Linked DNA regions of Anas platyrhynchos: region 1 is linked to region 2. A link is a contact called in public Hi-C data. All regions are on one chromosome and are shown on one strand. The core of a region is the stretch at or near the end of the contact, and the rest is flanking DNA. Distances in the headings are between cores, read along the strand shown.

What was found. Hi-C and Micro-C count contacts between places; a contact is called where the count stands out from the background.
Region 1: a contact with region 2 is called in a Hi-C map of liver, with 6 times the contacts expected there. The contact joins two enhancer-like sites. A contact is called at or near these places in 4 of 8 Hi-C or Micro-C datasets (liver, skeletal muscle, small yellow follicle and 1 more).

Annotation. Positions count from the first base shown.
Region 1 is chr2:41,479,608-41,483,801 of IASCAAS_PekinDuck_T2T, reverse strand. OSBPL1A (oxysterol binding protein like 1A) reads left to right here. Exons shown (of 30, transcript XM_038174648.2): 11 at 382-455; 12 at 535-598; 13 at 1,636-1,737; 14 at 2,943-3,068. Among named protein-coding and RNA genes, the nearest start is that of OSBPL1A, 21 kb to the left of the region's middle. Within about 2 kb of position 2,266, at least 1 of the 8 cell types and tissues checked has an H3K27ac peak or open chromatin away from gene starts, as enhancers often do.
Region 2 is chr2:41,440,918-41,444,939 of IASCAAS_PekinDuck_T2T, reverse strand. All of the region lies in intron 18 of OSBPL1A (oxysterol binding protein like 1A), which reads left to right. Among named protein-coding and RNA genes, the nearest start is that of CABYR, 48 kb to the right of the region's middle. Within about 2 kb of position 2,414, at least 1 of the 8 cell types and tissues checked has an H3K27ac peak or open chromatin away from gene starts, as enhancers often do.

The DNA.
Region 1 (4,194 bases), core at 1,017-3,516, 39 kb before region 2:
GGTTTTAAACTAGGAGAAGGGAGATTTAGATTAGAGGTTAGGAGGAAATTCTTCACTCCAAGGGTGGTGAGGCACTGGCCCAAGCTGCCCAGAGAAGCTGTGGATGCCCCATCTCTGGAGGTGTCCAATGCCAGGCTGAATGGGGCTTTGGGCAGCCTGGTCTGGTGGGAGGTGTCCCTGCACATGGTAGGGGAGTTGGAACCATATGGTCTTCAAGGTCCCTTCCAACCCAAGCCATTTTATGATAAGTAGCAGGTAAAATGTTTTCCTCATGACTGATGGTTTTATGTAATCACCTTCAAGCAACTAAGCTCACTGGGAATAGTAACTGTTTCAGCTTTTAACCTTACTTTTTTTTTGGTTTGGTTTGGTTTTCCTTAGAGCTCACGATTTTTTGGTTGGAAACTCTACTGGATAGTACTTGACCGTGGAGTCCTTTCATGGTATCGGAGACAGTAAGTTCTTTATTTAAATTGCTGATAAGTGATATAAATAATTACAACCTTTGTTACTAAATCTCTTTTTCTTTCAAAGAGCTGATGCAGTAAATAACGAGCATCGTCAGGGATGCAAGCATCTAACACAAGCTGTGTGCACGGTAGGAAGTGAAATAAGACTTGTAACTACTGTATGATTTTTTTTTTAATTTGTTGTTGTTTTGTGGTAGTGTTCTGTACCTAGACGATGAAAGCTTCAGCTAGGTTGCTAAGCCTGCCTATTATTTTTACTAAGTGAAAAAGCTTGCGCTGTTGCAAAAACCACAGTGGTTCTTGTCAATTAAAGTATTCTGTGTTGCTTTTTAGCTCTCACTTCTTTCCAAAGTCCTGAAAATTTAAACAAATGTAAGACTTCCTGATAGTATGCCTCTTCAGTTGTGCAAAACAGTTATTTGTAGCATGTGATACAGAATAGCAAATAACCAGTTCCTCTTGTAGCTGTTGCTGACTACTGGTGACTGAATGTGTAAATTAAATTCATTTCAGATGAGAACAAATCAGTTCTGAAGTTGACTTCTGAGCACTTCCTTAAATTCAGTTATACTTGTTGGAATCCTTTTTGGGAAGGGGCAGAGGGAAGACGATAAAAAAAAAAAAGTCAGGTGTAACAATCCACCTCTCAGGAGAAAAAATAATTGTGTCTCAGACCTTCTTACTACTGAAGTGTATGAGAGGGAAAGAAAGATGTATAATGCACGGAAAGATGAAGTGCTCAAGGGGAATGCATTTAGGATAATCTCAGTACTTCTGTAGATAGCCTGTCCTAGATATGTAAACTGGCACCACAAGCTCTGTTACATATGTTCTTGTATGAAAAGTGATTCTTTCCTTTTTATACCTACAAATTCCTTAACTTCAGTGGCTTTACACCATTACTGATATCTTGTCTGATTCGATTAATGCTATGCAAATATAATGTCTTGACATAACAAACTTCTATATTTTCATATGGGGTAAAGTGCAAGTCAGCACACTCTGTGCAACTGTTCTGAGAAAGCTTTTGTTAGCTGTATCTGTTTTGCATCAAAATGGAGGCAAAAACTTCTGAGAGTAATTCTCCACCTTGCTTACTCTTACTGTTTTGCCTCTTCTTACTGCTTGTTTATACTCATTTTGTCTCTTCTCCCCATTGCTTTAGGTAAAATCTACAGACAGTTGCTTCTTTTCTGTCAGGTGTTTTGACGACACCGTTCATCGTTTCAAGATCCCTAAAAATAGCCTTCCTTCTCAAACTAGAGAGGTAATAATGAGCTTTTATTAAAGGCTTTAAGATGTAATGATTTCTATAATGAAAATATTTGGATACAGCTATCTATGGGTGTGTTAGTGACAGATTCAGTATCTTGACTATCAGGACTTGGTAACGTAAGTGCATGTGTTAAATCTCTTAGCATGACTACAGACTAGCTTGCAGAAATGGGCATATTGTTGCTAGCATCTTTAAAACTAGTGCTTCCTTCTTTTCTAGCCCTTAGTCTGTACTATGCCCTGTAGTCTAACTTCTTCTTTTTCATTAACTTCTCCATCCGGTAGATTTCTACTGCAACTTCCTTCTGTTGTACTTTGTCATAGTTCGTTATCCCAAACAAAAGGAGGTTTCATGATATGGTCTACTCTTAGCCAATTGCCCAGATGATATTTAATTTTTTTCCAGGTGGATGGGGGTGGTGGTGGAGGGGGTAGGGGATATGGGGGTGGGAACAACATGAGTTTTTTTTGTAGTGTAGTTAGTACTGTACTTCTATAGGTGTGCCAACTAGAGATGAAGTAGAGGTGGAGGCACCTGGAATGCTGCGTCCAGTTCTGGGCTCCCACTGTGACAGACATATGGATATAATGGAGAGAGTCTGGTGAGGGGCACAGGTTGTCCAGAGAGGTTGTGGAGTTTCCATCCTTGGAGATACTCGGAAGCCATCTAGATCAGGTCCTGGGCCAACCCAGTGACCCTGCTTGAGCAGGGCTTGGACCAGATGGCCTCTAAAGGTCTCTTCTAACCTCAGCCACTCTGTCATTCTGTGAGCAGTAAAAGAATCAACTTATTAATTACAGTAGTGCCTGAAGTTTTGTACACAGTTTGTCATGCAAAAGAAGGCTGACTTTGCCATGGAGACCTTGCTGTCTGAACAGAAAACTGAAGGTGCAAAATACATTCTTTACAGTCTTTTATTAATCGATATGATGTTTTTATGTGAGCTTGGATAGACCTGGGGAGTGGCTGGCATTTGTACTTCAAGTCTGATCGGTTAAGTCCTAGCAGCACTCTGATCACATTGCATCTTATCTTGAATATTTTGAAATTTTTGTCAGTCTCTTCTGCTTGCTAAGATGTTATATTTTGCGAATGAATGTCATCTAGATAGAACGCTTTAATTTGCTCTTTTGCATATATGCTGTTGCCTTCTGGGGATGACCTTTGAAATGTATCAACTTTGTTTTTCTGTTCAGAGTTGGCTGGAAGCCATAGAAGACCACTCTGCCTATAGCACTCATTACTGCACACAGGAACAGCTGAGTAGTGATGATGAGGAAGATGATACAGTATCTGTTACAGATCTACAAGAAACTCTGAAAGTATGTACTAAATGCTTGTTTCATGTATCTAGGCAGTTGCACTGTTCTGTGCAGGGATACTTCAATATACTTTTGGCCAAAAATAATGGTACTTCCTTTCCAGGGGTGCATAAATATTGTATTGTATTTGTATTGCTTATTGTGATATATCCAGTTTGGACTCTGTTTGGACTGTGTGCATAAAATGGCATGTTTATTGTAGTTACAGGGTGGTGTTTTTTTTTTTCTTTACAATTTTACCAGCACTGCTGTAAGGTAGAATGTTGTTTTTAAGTCTTTCGGCCAGGAGAGGGAGCCTTGTATACAGTGCTTGTACTCTAGCTTTGATGTTACCGAAGTTAACCTTCAGCTATATGTACCTCTATAAAAGAGGCAGTGAAATTACTTAGAAACGAGCCTTTAACACCTCAGGACCCATCAGGTGTACTGCACAGTGATTGTTCAGGCCTCCGATGTAAATGAGTCCGTCTTGTGATTTTTCTAGCGTCGAGGCTGTGATTCTTGTTTGTTTGTTTTTTGTTTTTTTTTTTTTCTGTATACATGCTTCTAAAACCCTTTCGCTTTAATGGGGAGTAGGCAGAATTTCTGACTCTGTAATGCAAAAAAAATAAATCATATGACTGAGCACCAAATGACTTGTACCTTACCTTTTGGTACAAGAGAATGGCAGAAAGGACACGGGAGGATAACTGCTGCTGGCAGTTCCCAGCAGCCTGCTCAAGAAGGTGATGTTATCAATAGACAACTGCAAGTTCAAATGCAGGCTTGGGATTTGATCTTGGGATGTGTTCCTGTAAGTCTCTGTACTTGCCAGATGTCAGCTAATTTATGCATTTGCTTACTCTTGCCTTTCTTATCAAAGGGCAAGCAGTGGCTTTTTTTGGGTTTTCAAACTTTAATAAAAAAAAAAAAAGGGGGGGGGGAGAAAAATTCGAAAAGCAGAACATATATAATTTTGAGGTTTAGTTTGTTATGCTAATTTAAACAAAATTAGTGCATAAATCTTCTGTTTGCTTTTGCCTTTGAAAGTAATTCAAAAACAAATTCAATTTTTTTTAGTATGTAATGCTCTTCAAATTTAAAAGCTTCAGTGTACTTAAGAGAATAGATGTATGCTTTCCCTAGA
Region 2 (4,022 bases), core at 1,165-3,664:
TATCTTAACTAGCTAAATTGCAGCGACTGTCAAAGCATGTGGCAATGTCAGAGACTTGATGTCTCAGGGTTCAACCTCTGAATGCGTGTCCCTCCTGTAGCAGGCAAAGACTAAGGCAAATGAGGGCTTGGGTGGAGTAGCAGTGTGGTTAGGGAAGGTAACGTAAAGCAGCTGACTAAGCGTGCTGCTCTGCGCTGTTGTGCTGTTAGCAGGGCGGTGTTTATGGCCTTGGTTAAGTGCCTTTCCTAATTAGCACAGGAAGTGTAGGGAGGGGAAGCACTAGGTGAAGGTGAACGTCTGAATTACGTTGACTGCCTTGGAAAGCAGGAGGAGAAAGGAGGCAATTCATGATCAATGTAAAAAGGATGATGAGTGTTGACATGCATTGTCTGGGCAGTTTTAACAGCAACTGATAATCTACTTAGTGTGAAAAAAATAACTTGGCAAGTTTCCATAATGCTGCACTGTGTTATCAGAACTGCATGGAGCTGGGTGACTGGAGGAATGTTTAAAATCTATTTTTATAAGATATGAAAAGCTGTACATATCTGTCCATAGGTTGTTCTCTTTGAGTTGCTTAAGATGTAGGATATTACAGTAAAGCCAGAGCATAAATTGGCTGGCTATTAATATACTGCACAGGAAAAGTGGAAACATCTCTCTTGAATATAGATAAGAATGTATGGTCACTATAGATAAGAATGTATGGTCACGCTTTACATGACTAAATAGCCAGAGCATGTTTTAGGTTGAGCTGTAATGTCAAACTTCTACCTGGCACCTTGGTGACATGCTGGGGTTTGTCTGTAAGTCTATTGATGCAAACTGTTTTTCCCCAGAGCACTGCCAATTTAAACTTTACCTCCACAAGAGCTGTCTCAGGGGATGGGAGTTGTGCGGTGCTTCTAGCGTTGTTTCTGAGACTCGTGGTGGCTGTGGTGTTTGTCCTGGTAAGGGATCTGCTTGTGGTGTCTGGCTGCAAGTCTGAATTCAGAACTGTGTCACCTAACTGGAGTTGCTGGTTCCAATTTGTGCCTGTTTTGGGGCTAGTTTAGAGTGCATGTAGACAAATACACATCATCCCGTGTCCTTTTCAGAGCAGAAACCTTGCCTTCATGCCACGCAAAGTGTAGGGAGCAGAATTTTTTAACAGCACTTAATTCCATCATTACACTTCGTTAACCACACGTAAGCAAGTTGCTTATAGAATAGACTAGATAAATTTCTTTTGATTAAAATCTTTATACCTTCCTGTAGTGTACTAGATACATAGAGGAGGGCTGCACATAAGTACCCAACACTGTTTGCCTGTCATTATAAACAAGACTCTTTCCTATCTCCATTTAGAAAACCTGAGCTACCATCTACTTCATCTACTTTTTTTTTTTTTTTTTTTGAGCAGTGTGTGTTTTGTGCAGGGAGGCGGAGGTTGCTTTTTGTTGGTTTGTTGTTGCTTTGGTGATGCAAGAGTAAATCTGTTGGTTTAAAAACAAATACCAGTATTGGGATATACAGATGTAGACAGGTGAAGTCAGTGCCATTAAATATTTCACCAAAGGTGCTGTTTGTAGCAGTTACAACCTGATTTTCAACAGACTGTTTGCCTTTTAAGCTTACTAGGCAGGTGCTAGGTAATGAAATGAAAATGCCAGGGTTTAGTTATGACTCGTAATTTGCTGTTTAAGTCTGGTTTTATTAATATAGCTTGCATCCTACAGAGTGGTCATAGTGCTTGAAAGAATGTGGCTGATGTGACTTCTTGTAGTTTTAGGCTGATTTGAGAGTACACTTCATAATTCTTGAAAACTTCATGGGAGAGGATTTGACTAATTAGGGGGAGTAGTACATTAAATAACTAGTTTGGGAGCATTCGAATCATTTATTTCTTTAAAGGGGAATTTTTTAATCCGAGCCAAACTTAAAAAAAAAAATAAAATAAAAATCCACAGAAGTGTGGGATGTAACATAGCGTAACATCTATTTGTCACTGCTGTTTCCTTCTTACTGCTGTGTTTCTGTAGTCAGCTTTCCCTTTAGGGAAACCTTTCAAAGGTGTTTGTGCTTGGCTCTTCATGAGCCAGGAGGTCTTTTGGTCAGGTTTACATGAAGAGCGAGCTAAACATGCCTTTTTCATGCCCTGTGTCTCCTTCCCAGCAGGATTCCTGTAGTAGTTAATCTGCTAAAGGTAAAGCTTGGACAAGAGTTTTTCAGTGAATGATCTTTAAATGCACCTTATCTGTTCTACATGCAAGTAAATTCCTGCAGATGTTTTTGTCACAGCTAAAATTAACTTCCGGAGTTGTTTCTAAGATTGACATCTGGGAGGAAATTTGTGCACTCACAAACCTTTCCCTTAATCACAGGGAGTAGGCCAAGGTTAGTAGGCCTCAGGTCTTGACTGCCTGTCATTTTTGCACGTGTCCTCGCTTGTCCCCCACTAGCTTTCTTTGTGGCTTAAAGCTGTTCTGTTTCCTTGTTATGTATGTGTTATGTGGAGGAACGAACTGAACATCACATCGGTTTTGGCTCTTACACTCACAGGAAGAAATGTGGGTGAATGGCTTAAACTGAATGCCAACTTCCACGTAGTTAAATTGAATGGAGATTAACTTCCATGAAAATGTAAATTTTAATATTTAAGGCAAGCAATCCCTATGTATACTTCAAACCAGAAGTATGTGAGTGTTTTACATGCAGAAGGACTTAAAAATATATGCTCTGCTAGCTCCATTCATTCAAGGACACACAGAGAAATAAGTCAACACTGAAAATGAAAGTAACGCTGATTGCTTGGTGGACACTGTCCTCTCCTGGACATTTGTATCAAAGCATCCACAAAAGTGTTTTTATACTTAATACAATTCAAAACGATCTGTTTCACCACATGTTTTGCTATTGGTGGGAAATTGGAATAGGGAATGAGTGATACCATGTCGATCAATTAAATAAATCCTGCTACCCACTCATGCTCTCTGCATGGGAGGCTGAGTAAAACAAGTCAGCATTAGGCTGCTAGCAAGTAAGATGAAACGTAGTTCCATCTTTTTTAAGGAATTCAGGCATATCCTATTTTTTGATAGGATAGGTCTTTTATTTAAAGGAACATTTTTTGTTTGTCTGTACTGAAAACTGAAGGATCAACCTTGGTAAAGGTGTTTTAGTAACAGATGAGTATGGAAGGTAACTTAGCAAATAGGGCTACTGAAACTAACTTAGCCCGAGTTAAATTTTTTTTTCTTTCCCCATGGCAATGTTTCTGTTTATCAAAAAGGTGGGATGGAGGAGGCACCTACATCCTATTCAAACTGCAACTCTTAAGAAAATAAGAAACAGCACCTTCCTGGTTAGGAGGGTGCTGTGCCAATTGTGAGGCAGGGTTGGCTAAACTTTGAAATTAAATAGTTCTTGCTGTTTGAGTGAGCTGTAGATAGCTCTTATCTATTGAGGATTTTCCTCATTGGTAATAGCCTCATAATCCAAACACTGATTTCATTGTTGCTGTGGACAAAAGGCATTGACCTATATTTCTGCCTTTCTCTGGGTAAATTGGGTTAATAGTTGAGCTGGTTGGTAGCAGTACAAAAATGGAACAAAATCATTACCCAGTTTCAAGTAATGCTGAGGAATACAAGCTGTATGGCACAGCCTAAATGTTGGTCTTGAAAGTACGTTTCAGACCTGCGTCCGGATATGTCAGCCCCCTGTAGAAAAGGTTGTTATCTGTTCAGCTCTTCAATGAAGCTTCTTTTTCTGTTCTTTTTTTTTTTTTATGTCTTTCTGAGGGTTGATTATAGTTATAGGCAACAAATGCCATGGCCCATCATTGTTGCTACACAGGTGACTAGCAAGAAGAAACCCCACTATTTAACTCCCAAATCTGTTCAGACGTAGTGAATGTACCTGCAGTGTCCTTCATGAAAAGAAATTCTTTTCCATTGCTCTTATACAAAATGAAGAGAATGGTTCTGGTTTTGGAAAAATTCAGCTTTCTGGTCAGGTAAAACAGCTTATATGATTCAAAG